Linked DNA regions of Mus musculus: regions 2 and 3 are each linked to region 1. A link is a contact called in public HiChIP or PLAC-seq data. All regions are on one chromosome and are shown on one strand. Each heading gives the region's core, a stretch centred on a gene start, on an enhancer-like site or on the middle of the called end of the contact. The rest is flanking DNA. Distances are from core to core; before and after follow the strand shown.

The links. HiChIP or PLAC-seq counts read pairs in DNA pulled down with a chosen protein or histone mark.
Region 2: a contact with region 1 is called in an H3K4me3 HiChIP or PLAC-seq map of bone marrow-derived macrophages, with 4 times the contacts expected there. The contact joins the promoter of 9330162012Rik here to the enhancer-like site in region 1. A contact is called at or near these places in 1 of 39 promoter capture datasets (pre-B cells), 1 of 15 datasets of contacts at CTCF or cohesin (large pre-B cells), 2 of 115 datasets of contacts at active chromatin or transcription factors (bone marrow-derived macrophages and pro-B cells) and 1 of 9 other capture datasets (liver).
Region 3: a contact with region 1 is called in an H3K4me3 HiChIP or PLAC-seq map of bone marrow-derived macrophages, with 3 times the contacts expected there. The contact joins the promoter of BC005537 here to the enhancer-like site in region 1. A contact is called at or near these places in 1 of 484 Hi-C or Micro-C datasets (granulocyte-monocyte progenitors), 3 of 115 datasets of contacts at active chromatin or transcription factors (bone marrow-derived dendritic cells, bone marrow-derived macrophages and double positive thymocytes) and 1 of 9 other capture datasets (adipose tissue).

What each region holds. Positions count from the first base shown.
Region 1 is chr13:24,103,712-24,108,209 of GRCm38.p6, forward strand. Carmil1 (capping protein regulator and myosin 1 linker 1) reads right to left here. Exons shown (of 38, transcript NM_026825.3): 17 at 2,598-2,667. Among named protein-coding and RNA genes, the nearest start is that of Gm33573, 74 kb to the right of the region's middle. Within about 2 kb of position 2,025, at least 52 of the 459 cell types and tissues checked have an H3K27ac peak or open chromatin away from gene starts, as enhancers often do. A contact at or near this core is called in bone marrow-derived macrophages and granulocyte-monocyte progenitors, where this site is marked.
Region 2 is chr13:24,935,440-24,939,937 of GRCm38.p6, forward strand. It overlaps 9330162012Rik (cDNA RIKEN 9330162012 gene), which reads left to right and starts at 1,962. Exons shown (of 2, transcript NR_102323.1): 1 at 1,962-2,164; 2 at 2,346-3,610. It overlaps Aldh5a1 (aldhehyde dehydrogenase family 5, subfamily A1), which reads right to left and starts at 2,222. Exons shown (of 10, transcript NM_172532.3): 1 at 1,812-2,222. The coding sequence starts at 2,129. It also overlaps a transcript of Gpld1 not described here.
Region 3 is chr13:24,799,357-24,803,854 of GRCm38.p6, forward strand. BC005537 (cDNA sequence BC005537) reads left to right here and starts at 2,301. Exons shown (of 5, transcript NM_024473.3): 1 at 2,301-4,153. The coding sequence starts at 4,025.

The DNA.
Region 1 (4,498 bases), core at 775-3,274:
TCCCATTATCATAAAAAGAAAACTAGAAGCTTAAAGGTCTACCTTTGAGAAACTCTGTGATCCCCCTGCCCTCAAATGTATCCTCAATTCTCCTAATGCTTGGATTTCAGGGGTACACCACCATGCCTGGCCTATCTGACATTTTTAACTTACAAAATTATTTTATATGGTTGACCTAATATTACCTTATAAATATTTTAAAAACACAAGAAGACATTAAGAACAAGTTTTAAACCAGGTCTACCTGGGAGTCTTTGATCAAGGTCTTGCCTCAAAATAGCTGAGACAAAAATAACTAATCATAATGAATGTTCTAATGATTGCCAATGTTGGTATTAAGAGAGCTCCATCAGAGAGCTGGATTGCTTCAAATATTTTAGATACGTATATGGGGTCAGCAGATCACTCATGCCTGTCACAGCTTGATCAAGGAGAAAGAATGCCTTATCAGGCTGGAAAAGCCACCGTTGAGTCAGAGCTAATATAGTTGGCCTGTGTTTGGTCATAGCAGTCTCACCAACTTCCTGTTCCTTAGGGGGTGACCCTTAGCAGCTTCTTGACGTCAGCAAAATGTGAATAAGAGAAACGGTTTCTGCTGCTGGAGTTGGTTTCTACCTCACATCTATCTTTATAAGCTGAGGGCCAAAGATCACATTCACAGCTCCATTACTCAAAACTAGTATTCTAGGGTCTTGGTTTTTAGCTTTTGTGGAGTTTTGCTTTTCTGAAACAATAAGATCTTAATAGTGACCTTCACACCAAAACTAAGGACAAAATCCATCACTAAAACTTTGTATGGAACAATTCCAAGTTTGTCAACTTCACATATGTCTGCCTGGCATTTTGTGAAGCAATAAGGGGGGGCCACATATTACATAAATACTGCCCTCTTAAAAGCCACAACCTGGCTAGGAAAGCAAACAAGAGCCAAATGTATAATTGTGTGAGTGCTGCATATCAAGGAAGGAGTGTGGCAGGCAGAGACACAGCCAGAGGGGATGACTTGGGGTACGTTTCCAAAAAGAACTCCTTCAGATATGGTGACAGCTTCCTAGGGGAATACTAATCCTTCTTCCATCACACGCACGCACGCACACACACACACACACACACACACACACACTCCTTCAGATATGGTGACAGCTTCCTAGGGGAATACTAATCCTTCTTCCATCACACACACACACACACACACACACACACACACACACACACACACTCCTTCAGATATGGTGACAGCTTCCTAGGGGGGGAATACTAATCCTTCTTCCATCACACGCACGCACGCACACACACACACACACACACACACACACAGTCCTTCAGATATGGTGACAGCTTCCTAGGGGAATACTAATCCTTCTTCCATCACACACACACACACACACACACACACACACACACACACACTGAGATTCAGTGACATCATTGGTGATGGCTCAGATGAGCCATCTATCAAGCCAAGCTGGGTCTGGGATCACCTAGAAGGCTCCCTTGGGGCATGTGTGCTGAGGCATTCCCAGTTCAGTTTAACTAAGGGAAAAAGTCGCACATGATGCAGGCAGCAGCGTGCTGTAAATTGTGGGTCCTGAATTTAATTACAAGCAGAAAACAAACAGCAGCAGTACTCACTGCTCTCTGCTTCCTGACTATGGCTGCAATGGGACAGCTGCCTGGTCCTCTGCATCCTGAGATGATGACAGCCTTAAACAGGGACCTGAAACCAAACCTTCCTTCTCGAAGTTCCTTTTGTCAGATATTTGTCACAGCAATGAGCAAAGTGACTAACACATCAGCCAGTCTGCCTAGGATGACACAGTCTGACAGATTTATAAGGAAGTCTGGCCTTGGTTTCAACCCTCCAGGACAAAAGCCTTGAGAAAGAAGAGGTTTAGCAGAGACCACAGCACTGCATTCCTAAAGGCACAAACAGGAACAGAGACTGAATTCTGCTGGGAAGAAGACATGAAGAGGGCACGCTGGGCAAAGTGAGGCTCAGAGCAGGCAAGTGTCTGTAGCTGGGGCTTCTCTTCCTAATGTCCACTTGAATTGATAGTTTCAAAATGAGCAAAGTCTAGGTCTCCTCTAACACATAGGTATTTAGCCTTGATTCTTCTCTGAGGGCTCCTCTACTGGAATTGTTCAGGGCTGCTTCATAATTTCAAGGGATATTTTGATGTTCCTGACTTAAACCAAGATATTAAAGAGTTACTAAGAAGATAGCCATTCTGTTTTACACCCTACAAATCCAAGCTCAGCTCTAAGCATTGGTCCCCTGAAACCAATATGGTGCACTGCTTTTCATGATTCGAAGCTAGCTGATGGCTTTGTATCCAGGGGACACATCATAAAACACTCAGGCAACAGGCGCTAAGAATGAGGGGAATGTCATTAAAAGCACACGCGAATGTTATTGGAAAGGTGTTCTGTGGCGACTTGTAGATAAAATTGCAAAACACAGAACATGTGAAACTTGCATAATAACTTTTTTCTGCTTCACTTCTCCCTATGGAATCACAATATTACACTTGCCCAGGAAGAATGCAGAAACAATTTGGAGGCTGTTATCTCTTCCAGTGCCGTCAGGGCGGCCTTACCTCACAGTTGCTGAGATCCAGAGAGACTCCCTTCAGGCTATGATTGCAGGCCAGGCCCAAGAGCAGCGCTCTGAGGAAAGGAAACACACTTATTAGGCACAATTTCACATGCAGATCAGTAACGTGCACACAATGGCACACTCTCACACATACACAAAGCAATCACATACACACACACACACACACACAGAGAGAGAGAGCAAGACACAGAATAAAGCCTGAAAACTCAACCTTTTCTGAAACACCAGCCAGGGACCAGACACTCTCTCAGTTTTTGAAAATGCCAACTGCATTTTGACAACAGGGGGCACGTGACACTTCTGCATTCTTCTGTCTGACAGGAGGTGACTCTACCATAAAAGCAATCCTTGAAAACACTACTATTCCTATGCAAATAAACCCACAGCCCACCTAATTGCACACTGAAATCAAATTTTGTTCATCATAGATAAATCCCCACCTGCATCTGCTTGAAAACTGCATTAATGAACGTTTGAATATTACTATGTGATTGTTACTAGCGTAGCACAGTGAGGCTAGCTTTCCCTAAGGAATAGACAGTGATGGAGTCTGGCCCTACTGTATTCCAGAAGGTGAAATGAGAGTAATACCAGTTTATTAAGTCACCTAACAGAGTATACAGGTGAAGATAAACACCCTGGAGATAAGAAGGCTCACATCTTGTAGCTATGTCCAGAATCCTGGCAGTCCAGCCACCTGCAGGACCAGGGCACATTCATCTCTCTTCTATAAATTGAGAAGAGTAGATTCACTGCCCCGAATATCAACACTCTTAAGGAAATACATTGCTTTCACTGACATAGGCAGTGGAGTCCTATGAAGTCTGATGCCATCGAGAACACCTGGTGCCACATGTACACAAGCAGTTCTTCAGGTCTACAGAACAGAGGCTCAGTGGGCAAAGGCACCTGCTCTCAGGTCCAATGACCTGAGTTCAACCCCGTAACTCAAGGTCATAGACAGAACCAGTTCCTGCAAGATGTGTTTACTCAGACACACACACACACACACACACACACACACACACACACACAAACACAGAGTAGATAAATGGAAAAAAAGTCAGACCTCATGATGAACTCAAAGCTGAGCAGCAGGAAGGAAAGAGACAGTGAGCAGAACACAGGGCAGACAGTGCACACACTAAACATCTCCTTGTGGGCATTTCCTACCTGTCCCCAATGCTCCACCCAGGGAAAGGATCTCTGCCCCCAAAGAGTCTGAGGGCACAGGGAATGTGGGAAAAGAAGGGATCACTTCCTGCCAGTTCCTTGAGAGTTTGTCCTTCCAGCAATTCTCAGGACGTGTGCACACACTGAGAGCTCCAAAGTAGCCACTGTATAGCCATTCTACGTGTGCAAAGGTGGCCACTGTATAGCCACTCTACGTGTGCAAAGGTCAACAACACTTAAAACCTGAAACACTGTGGACTTACCACCAAAACCATCCTGAGTGTGACAGTCTCCTCTACGAACAAGGAGGACTAAGCTCACAGTAGGATTGAAATACATATTAGCTGAATGAGTATGTCAACAATATGATCAAACTTTAAAAGAATCTCTATAGAATATTAACCCTGACAGCTGTTTTAACAAGCTACCAGAAGACAAATCTTGATCAGTGTGTTTGTGTGTGTGTGTGTGTGTGTGTGTGTGTGTGTATGTGCGTGCATTCTCGAACACACACGTCACCTCACCAACCAAACATCGACTATTCTTACTCTCTAACTACCTTGTTACAAATTGATTTCTTTGCATAGAAACAACATATAGTAAATATGACTACTAGTACTAGTAGTAGAAATAGTTAAACATTGGTTAAAACATACACAAAAGAATGGTCTAGACAGAGGTTTAAAAAGACAATGGTCTCTGGGAAAA
Region 2 (4,498 bases), core at 712-3,211, 830 kb after region 1:
CCATGTTCCCGAGTTGCTCAGGATCTCCCCTTGCCTCTCTTCATCCTTATACCTAATATCCTCAGAAAGGCCAACCCTGATGTTATAGGAGAAAATGTGCCCCCTGCTAGAGGGAGGTGTTGAAGCCCCGAGTCACCTCATCAGTGCCTCAGAATGAGTCTTTAAAGAAGTGATTAAAGGCAGCTAGGCCTTCAGTCAACAACTGGCCCCAGAAGAAGGCCACGGTGATAGAACCACACAGACCAATTGGAGAAAAAGCATGATGTCTACAAGTTTGGGAGAAAGGCCTCAGATGAAACCAGGCCTGCCGCCATCTTGATCTCTGTTTTAGGGTTTCTATTGCTGCAACACAACATCATGGTCAAAAAGCAAGTTGGTGAGGAAAGGGTTTATTTGGCTTACACTTCGACAACACTGTTTATCAGGGAAGGAAGCCAGGACAGGAACTCAAACAGGGACAGAAACCTGGAGGCAGGAACCTGATGCAGAGGCCAATGAGGGGTGCTGTTTACCAATGGCTTGCTCAGACTGCTTTATTATAGAACCCAGGACCACTAGACAAGGGATGCCACCACTCACAACGGACTGGGCCCTCCTCCACTGATCACTAACTAAGAAAATGTCTTGTAGGCTTCCCTATAGTCCAGTCTTATGGAGGCTCCTTCCTCTCTGATGACCTTAGCTTATTCCAAGTTCACATAGAACTTAGCCAGCACAGCCTCTGACTTCTGGCCTCGGGAACTGCAGGAAGACACACTCCTGTCACTGTAAGCTGCCCAAATGGCCACCTTGGCCTCTCCTCTGACCTCTGGGCCTGCATGTGTCTTTTGCCCCCACATTATTCATCAGTTCCAGCACACTTCCTTGCTCTTTACAGCTTGCAGTTTGGATCTCCAAAACATCACGTAAGCTCTATAAGGGGCTGGATTTTCTTAAGATTCATTTATTTTATGCATATGAGCATTGGCTTGCATGCATGTATGTGTGCCTTCAGCAATCCCCTGGAACTGGAGTCCCAAACTGGTGAGAGTTGCCCCGGGAGCGCTGAGAACTGAACCCAGAAACTCTGCAAGAGCAGCAAGTACATCTCAAAAGGCGAACCGTTCTCCAGCCTCCCCCAACCTTTTTTCTGGACTCTGTATTCCAAGCACCTCCAGAAATACGTGGCACCCCCACGAAGGGTGGACCAATGTGAAGGCTCTAGTGCTTGTACCCTCATCAGGAGACAGCAGCAGGAAATGAAGGATAAAGAGACTATGATTTCATGGGGTTGGCTGCAGGGGTACTATCAAAAATAAAGGAGGAAGAATTTTTCTAAAATAATTTTCTGTCCTCACCATCTACCCTCCACTGTCCAGCCATCTCTGTTAGTAAGCGCATTTAGACCTAAAGTCAGAGAATGCCCCTAGACTTTTTCCCTCCTCTGAACGAAGCTCACATGTCCTTTCTCAGTGTCCTTGACACAGCTCCTACACATACAGCCCCAACATGCAACCTACATATACAGATACACATTCCCTACATACAGCTTTCACATACAGGGCTCTCTCTCATCTTCCTTCTACTCTCTCTCTCTCTCTCTCTCTCTCAGATAGGCTGGCTGACATAGCTCACTTTTATTATGCACACCTGTCGATACATGTAGGAAGGGGATCTGATAACCGTACGCATGCTCCAAACTAATTTATCTCTTTTTGTTGTTTGCTCTGGCTTTCCGTACTGTGTATCCCGAGGAACCGGTTTCACTTTGTTTCACTCTGTGGATCTCTGCTTCCTTCTAGGCCGGGATCCCGCACCTGCGGTGCTCTCACCTTGACCGAGACCCCTTTCCAGCTGTTGAAGGCATCGTAGGCGGCGCGCACAGCAGCGCGGGCCTCGGGTACCCCGCAGTCGGCCACGGTGCCCAGCTTGGCGCCGCTGGCCGGGTCGTACACCGGGAAGGTGGCGGGGGCTGGGAGCCAGCGGCCGCCCACGAAGCTGTCCCCGCGGAGTAGGTCGGCGTGGAGGCCCCCGGGGCCGCTGGCGTAGCTGCGCCGCGGGGTTCCTGCGGGCTCCGGGCGGAAGCGGCCGGGAGGCGGCAGCGCAGGACGCGCGGCCCAGAAGCTCCGCAGCAGAAAGCAGGTCGCCATGGCCCGGCAGTAGCGGCGACACCGGCAAGGGACAGGCAAGCGAGCTGCAGGATCTCAGGGGTCGCGGGAAAGCGGGAGCCCGGCGGCGGGGACGCGCGGGGTGGCGGGGACGCGCGGGGTGGCGGAGACACCGAGAGCGCCCTCTCTCTGAGCTGTTGAGATTGGAGCTGCGAGGAGACAGAGCTTGAACTGTGTTCCCCGCACGTTCTTCTCCAGGGCCTGCGAATGGAAAGACTCCCAGCAAGATGAATTCGTGCACATAACTCACCGTTCTCAATGTCGGATGCTCACCTGTCATTTCTTTAGGCCTTAATTGTGACGGGAGCACTTTCTGTTCCCCAGTTCCCCAGCCCCGGCAATATGCACTCCGTCTAAAGAAGGCACCAAAGGCCAAACTCGCGGTTTCATATGCTCGGGCTACTGAGCATTGGAACTGGGGATCACTGTTCAGTGAGGGGTGAAGTGTGGCTCAGTGATCGGTTCCTTGCATGCTTTTCTACATATCCCCTTCATGAATTCGGAGCACAGCGCTCCTGAGTACTGAGATTTGGGGCAACCGTTCAATTAGGGTCGAAGTGAGGCTTCCTCTTGCATGCTTTCTGTGTGTGTCCTCTGTTGGTCCTGAGCAGTGGTGCTCCCAAGCCACTGCCCTTTGCTTCGTGACGTAGCTGCTGTACATCAAGCAACTAACAGAGCTGAAGTTTAGTAACTGGAAACAATCATCCTAGAAGTAATAATAAGCCCGGTGTTGTGGCCAGCACTTGGGAGGCTCTCGGTAAGTTCAAGGCTGAGACCCTATTTTAAAAAAGAAATCAACAGGGGTGTGAGGATTGAACATAGCACTATCACCTTAAACAAAATCTTCATCCTCCTGCTGCATCTGGGCCCCAAACTCTGCAGAAGAAAGAAACCCTAAGTTTTAATTTGAATAAAAGAAACAGCAGGTTTGTGTTCAGAATACGTGGAGTCAAATGTTGTTGTTATTATTGAGAAAACATGTTATTATGTAGCCTAGGATGACCTACATCTCGCAGTCTTCCTTCCTAGAGTTCTGGAATTACAGGCGAGCACTACATGCCCCAGTTAGAATATTGTATTTGCAAAATGCCTTGGATGTTCTTTTAATTGTTGGCTTTGTCTTCTGCTGAGTCAGAGCCTCCCAGTCATGTGCCAGATACATCTGGCAGAAGTCTCAATAGCAGGATTTAATTGTGTGTACAGGTAGGTGTGCACACATATGTGCTGTGTGTGTTCACTACTTTGTCCTGTATTTTATTAAGGGAACTGGAGCGAGAAGCGGTCAAGATAAGGAGGGCCTCCGGTGGCTTTCTCAGCTATCGCAAGCTGGCCGGCCTGTATTCCTGCTGCCTGTAGGGGGCGCTCTACTCATAGACCATTCTATCTTCTCTGGACATTCCTTCAGATCTTGTCTTAATCACTGTAGACCCCAAACTTGAAATCGGCTTTGTGTCTCGGGATCCAATATAGAATTCACTGTCTCTCGTTATCTCTCTCTCTCTCTTCCTCCCCTTTTTTCTTTTATTTCTGTAAAGATTCATCTTGAAAAAAAAAAAAAACAGAAATAAAAGAAAAACATCTTGTTTGGTAACCAAAGCCAACGTCAAATTCACTATGCAGCCCAGGCTGGTCTTGAACTCAGGGAATCCACGGTATCAATCTGAGAGTATTCAAGCAAGTCACCGCTCCTGGCTTGAGAAACTTTGTAAAAGCTCTGCCTACTCTCCTTTTCAGCTGAGTTGCCCGCCTTGCATTTGCGCTCTAGGAGTAACACCGAAGTCTCGTAGCACTTTCACTGTTTGTTTCTTAGAAAGTGAGAAAAAAAAAACCCACAAAAATTCCCAAAAGCCTAAGCACACAATATTTAGGTTTAGTCTTACTGTTAATCTTCACAGCAACGCGGTAGTAAAATGCTTTTACTTACTTGTTGAAGGAAGGAGCTCACCAAGGCAATTGTCCCTATGGTCTGAGAAGTCCATTAAGTGGCACCCGAAACTTCCTACACTGATGCTTCTCCCCAGCAAGCCCCCGTTTGGAGTGGAAACAATTCCCTCCAGCCTCTTCCCCGTGACTCCCGGATCTTGGATGGGTGCTCACTAGGACCCACAGGAGAAACGCAGTCACGGGGGGCGGAGCCTCTTCTCCCCTTGGGTTCCTGGGTACCATGAGCTTCCAGTTCCTAGATTTTAAACTTACCTATTTATGTGAAGAACTGGAGGGTTGCCAGGATTGATTTTTTTTTCCCCCTTCTACCATGTGGGTCCCTGGGATTGGCCTTAGGTCATCAGGCTTGGCTGCAAGCACCTGATGAGCTATTATTATTCCTAACAGTGACATAGAAAGCTATGCTT
Region 3 (4,498 bases), core at 1,051-3,550, 700 kb after region 1:
TATATAGACTAGGCTAACCTTGAACAGCGATTACCCAGTGTCAGCCTCCCCAATTCTGGAATTACAAACCTGTGTCACCACACTGGTTTTATTTATATTTATTTTGTGGAGGTGGTGGTGGAGGGGAGACAGGGTTTCTGTGGTATTCCAGGTTGGCCTTGAAGGAGAATGACTTCGAAGTCACAACAAACCTGCTTCAGCCTCCTGAGTGCTCGGATTACAGCCACTATGGCTGACTCATGTTGGAACTAATTTGGAACGATCAGGAATGCCAACCTTGGTTCTGGAGAACTTACATTGAAGAATGGGCCCTAGTACATCTTGAACTCCAGTTCTAGGGGATCCGATACCTTCTTCTGGTGTCTGGGCACAAGTATGCATGCAGGCAAACATAAAAATAGGATTTTATTTATTTTCTTTGGCTTATGGATAAAGGGTGATTGCAGCTAATAGATTTTGATTTCACGAAGTGAAAAGCAGCTATTTAGGAGACTGGACTTTTAAAAGTTTCGACCGAGTAGTCAGGAATGCAGCACCCAGGCTTTGTTCATGTGGAGTATCAACCTTCGCTGATTAATTATGTAACTTCGTTTTTATCACACCAGAGTCTCACAAACCGAATGAGCGCTCTTTGGGGTCAAGGACGGCGTGATTCAGCAGTAAACGTTCCAGTGTCCCATTTACCGTTGAGGATAGAGAGTCAGGAGAAGATGGGACGTAGGTCTGAGGTTCTCGGGGATCCCTGTTCACTGTGGTGGAGGAATCACACGTAGAGTTCGGCTGCCTCTTCCGATCCTAGCAACAACGCATACAAGGGCTTCTGTCGCTTAAAGCCCGAGGTCCGTTCGCCTTGGTGGTGCAGGAAGAGGGGTGAGGATAGAGGCGCATGGACTGAGGCTATACTCGTTGGGGTGCAAGCAAGCTTCATTCCGCTAACTCGAAATGATTTCTCCGTTGTTGCCAACTGGCCGACTTCTAGGGAATAATAAAATGACCCTAACCACCCTTCAGTCTTCCGGGTTTCTTCCTCACTCTGGCCCTTCCAACACCCATTTTTCCGCCCACTTCCCCGGCTTTGGCTTTTGAGCATCTCTGGAGCAGTGATTCTCAACCTCCCCATTGCTAAGATCCTTCAGTACTGTTCCTCATATTGTGCTGACTCCCAACCGTAAATTTCTGTTGCTACTTCTTAACTGTAATGTTGCTGCTGTTATGAATGTTAATGTTTTCCGATGGTCTTAGGCAACCTCTATAAAAGGATCATTGGATTCTCCCGTATGGGGTGCGACCCACAGGTTGAGAACCGCTGCTTTAACAGGACCCCCACCCTACCCCACCCCCTAAGTCCAACTACCGCTCCCCAGCATAGCCCAGGGTGGAGCTACTCTCTCCGCTTCGTCATGGAGGGCGTAGGGGGCGTGCTCTTATGACGTAAAAGGACGGGGCGGGGGAGACCTGGACAGCCTGACGGAGGGACAGAGGGGCGGAGGGAGTGGCGGGAGACCCTTGCCACGCCTTAGGACTTTCCATATTGATAAATAGGGGAAATGTGTGTTCTCAAACACCCCTAGGAAAAGAAGTATCTTACTGAAAGCCTAATTTCAAAGCTACTCACTATTTATACCGACTTTTATATGTCACACATTACTAGCTTTTCGGTTTTTCTGTCTCCATAACTGTGAAAACCTTCACGCTTCTTTTCCCGCCTCCCCCTTCAGTTTTTGCCACAGATGGTAGCGTCCGGGGCGCGCGCAGGCGTAGAGCGCTCGGGGCGGTGCCGCGGAGGGGCGGGTGACGCAGCAGCCGTCGCTGCCATTTTAAGTTGTTTGTTCTTGTTTCTTTTCCTCAAACGCGACTCAGCCCCGGACCCGGGAGGTTCCAGCGGCAGCCGCTGCTTCTGAAGCCACTCCGGTGCGGGGGGTGGGGGAACCGAGGCTGTGGCCCCGCGGACGCTCGACCTCCTCCTCCGTTGCGGCTCTCTCCCCCCATCCGTCGGGGCTCTCTCTTGGACTATCTTCCTGAACCGGACTGTTGGGCGAAGCAGGCCTCGGGAGCCGACGCTCGAACCGAGACAACTTTGCCGGGCTCACTCCGCGGACAGGCCGTAGCGCAGGGCTCCCCTCCTTCCCTCTTCCCTCCCGCGCGCTTTCCTCTTCCTCGCCGTCTCCCCCCTCCCCCTACCAACCCCGCGCCGCGTCCTTCCCTCCGTCGCCGCCCGGGGCGCCGAGCCCGACTATGGGGCCCAGGTGGGGGCTGAGTGGCGGCAGCAGCGCGCGTGGCCCGGCCACAGAGCGCAGCGCAGCGGGCATGGAGGGGCTCCGTCGGCCCGTCGTGTTCTCTTGACATGGCTCCCGCCCGCGCCACGAGCAGCGCCCCCGCCGCCGCCGCCGCCTCCTCCTCCGCAGCCGCCGCTCCGCCCGCAGGCTGCGGCTAGACGGCCCACCGACGGTCGGCCTGCGAGTCCCGCTCTCCTCTCCGCGGGGACCCCGCCCTGCCGCCTAGATCCCGGCCTCTCTGTCCCCTTGGGAAACCACCCAGCCGCCCCCACTCGGGAAACATGGGCTGTTGAACGGGAAAAGCGAATCTAGAACCCGGGAACTTCATTCCTTGCTTTTTTTTGGGGTGGGAGGGTGGGCTTCCTTTTAAGAAGTAATTATTATTAACACGATTATTCTCTTCTTTTCCCCTCCTCCCAACTGATCCTTCCTACTTAACTCTCTTCCCGCCTCCTCTACCCGGGCGGGAATTGTTTCCACATTGAAATGAGTGAGAACCCGAGTGATCCAGTGTCTCCCGTGGTGCGAGTGAGTCGCTGCCGCTGAAGGCCAGGGGTTGTGGGTGGGACCTGGGGGTCGAAGGCAGGTGATCCCCGGGCCCGGCCTGGGACGTGGGAGAACCCGCCACCTTAGCCTCAGCCATGCTCACACGAAGATAATCGAACTCCCTACCATCCCGAACTTGAACGGGGTCAAATTTATACGGAGGGCTCCCCGGGGAATGTAGAACCCACCGCAGGGCTAAGGGTGCTTGGATCCCGGGCATTAATCAGGGCTAATCACAGAGCCGGAATAACTATTAATACCGTTTAATAGACCCCCCTTTCCCTCTGCCATCATGGTTCTCCTTGGCAGCAGCGTTCGCAGCCGCCTGAGGGTGAAAACGTGGGTGATGGGGAAGTTGGTAATGACTCCGCTGTTTTTTCTCATGACTCCTTTGGGCAACAGCTGTCCACCCCCGGTATACACTGTAGTTGATTGCAGGGAAACCCTGTACCTCTCCCCTTCTTTCTCTGCTGATTTTGCACTTTTCTCTTTGCTCACCACCAAGTGTAATCAATAGCAAAGCACTGACAGTTCATAGCAGTAGTGAAATCTGAAATAACTAAGAATTAATCAGGTACTACAGCCATGGATCTGGCTGGGTAAAATCCAACTGGGGATTTCAGTTTCATTCACCTACCCTGTTTTGGTGGTTTTCAGTTTTTGGGTTTTTTGTTTTGGGGGGGGTATTTTTTTTTTCCCTGTATTTGGGAAGCAACATCACAATTTTCCCTCCCTTTTCTCAATTTCTTAATCCCTTTTCTGAAAAGGGACTATGCGAATGGGTTTCAAGGATTGGACCGGTGTCAGCTGTGTTTTACTGCGCACCTAAATCCTGATGATCGGTTTTTCATTTTCCCCTCAATGGCTTTTATTTTGGCAGTTTAGCCACATGTGTTTTCCAGAAAGTTAGTTCCAAGTTTTTTTCTCCTCTTTCTTTCCTTCCCCTTCACCTTCCCCATCTAACCCCCAAACATTATTGTCCAAACATGACTGGACAGCAACTTTTGTTTCTTGACCCTGTGGTATGACAGTCTGCTAATATTGTTAGAAGGTGCAGTTTGGGGGTTACAGTTGTGATTTAGCTATTCAATCATATTAGCAGGAAAAAAAATGACTTGTTTCTGTTGTACTTGAGTCTTAAGAAAAAGTGCCCATAGTTTAGTGACAATTTCCAAAGGCTTTAGTACCACCTGTATTTCAAAATGGGGGACCCAAACTCCCGGAAGAAACAAGCTCTGAACAGACTACGTGCTCAGCTTAGAAAGAAAAAAGAATCTCTAGCTGACCAGTTTGACTTCAAGATGTACATTGCCTTTGTGTTCAAGGAGAAGGTAATTTAAAGTTCTTACTGTGAATTAGTACAAGTGGGTTTGTAAGTGTGTATTATTTGATACTTCAGTGTTTTATAAATATTAGGTTTAAGAGTGTTTGGAGTAAGACTACTGCTTTTTACTGCTGGGGTTAGTCTGTGAATAGAGACCTTAGAGAAAATGGAGGGCTCATCATATTGACTGAAATAATTCTAAGGGCTTAGTAGAATACACTTTTAGTTGACATTGGACTGTATAACTGAAACTTTTATGTAGAACAAAAGGGAACTTTAGTAAAGTTACATAGGATGTCTCCATGTAGGTGACATTTCTTAAGATATAGTTAATGAAGGAATACATTTAAAC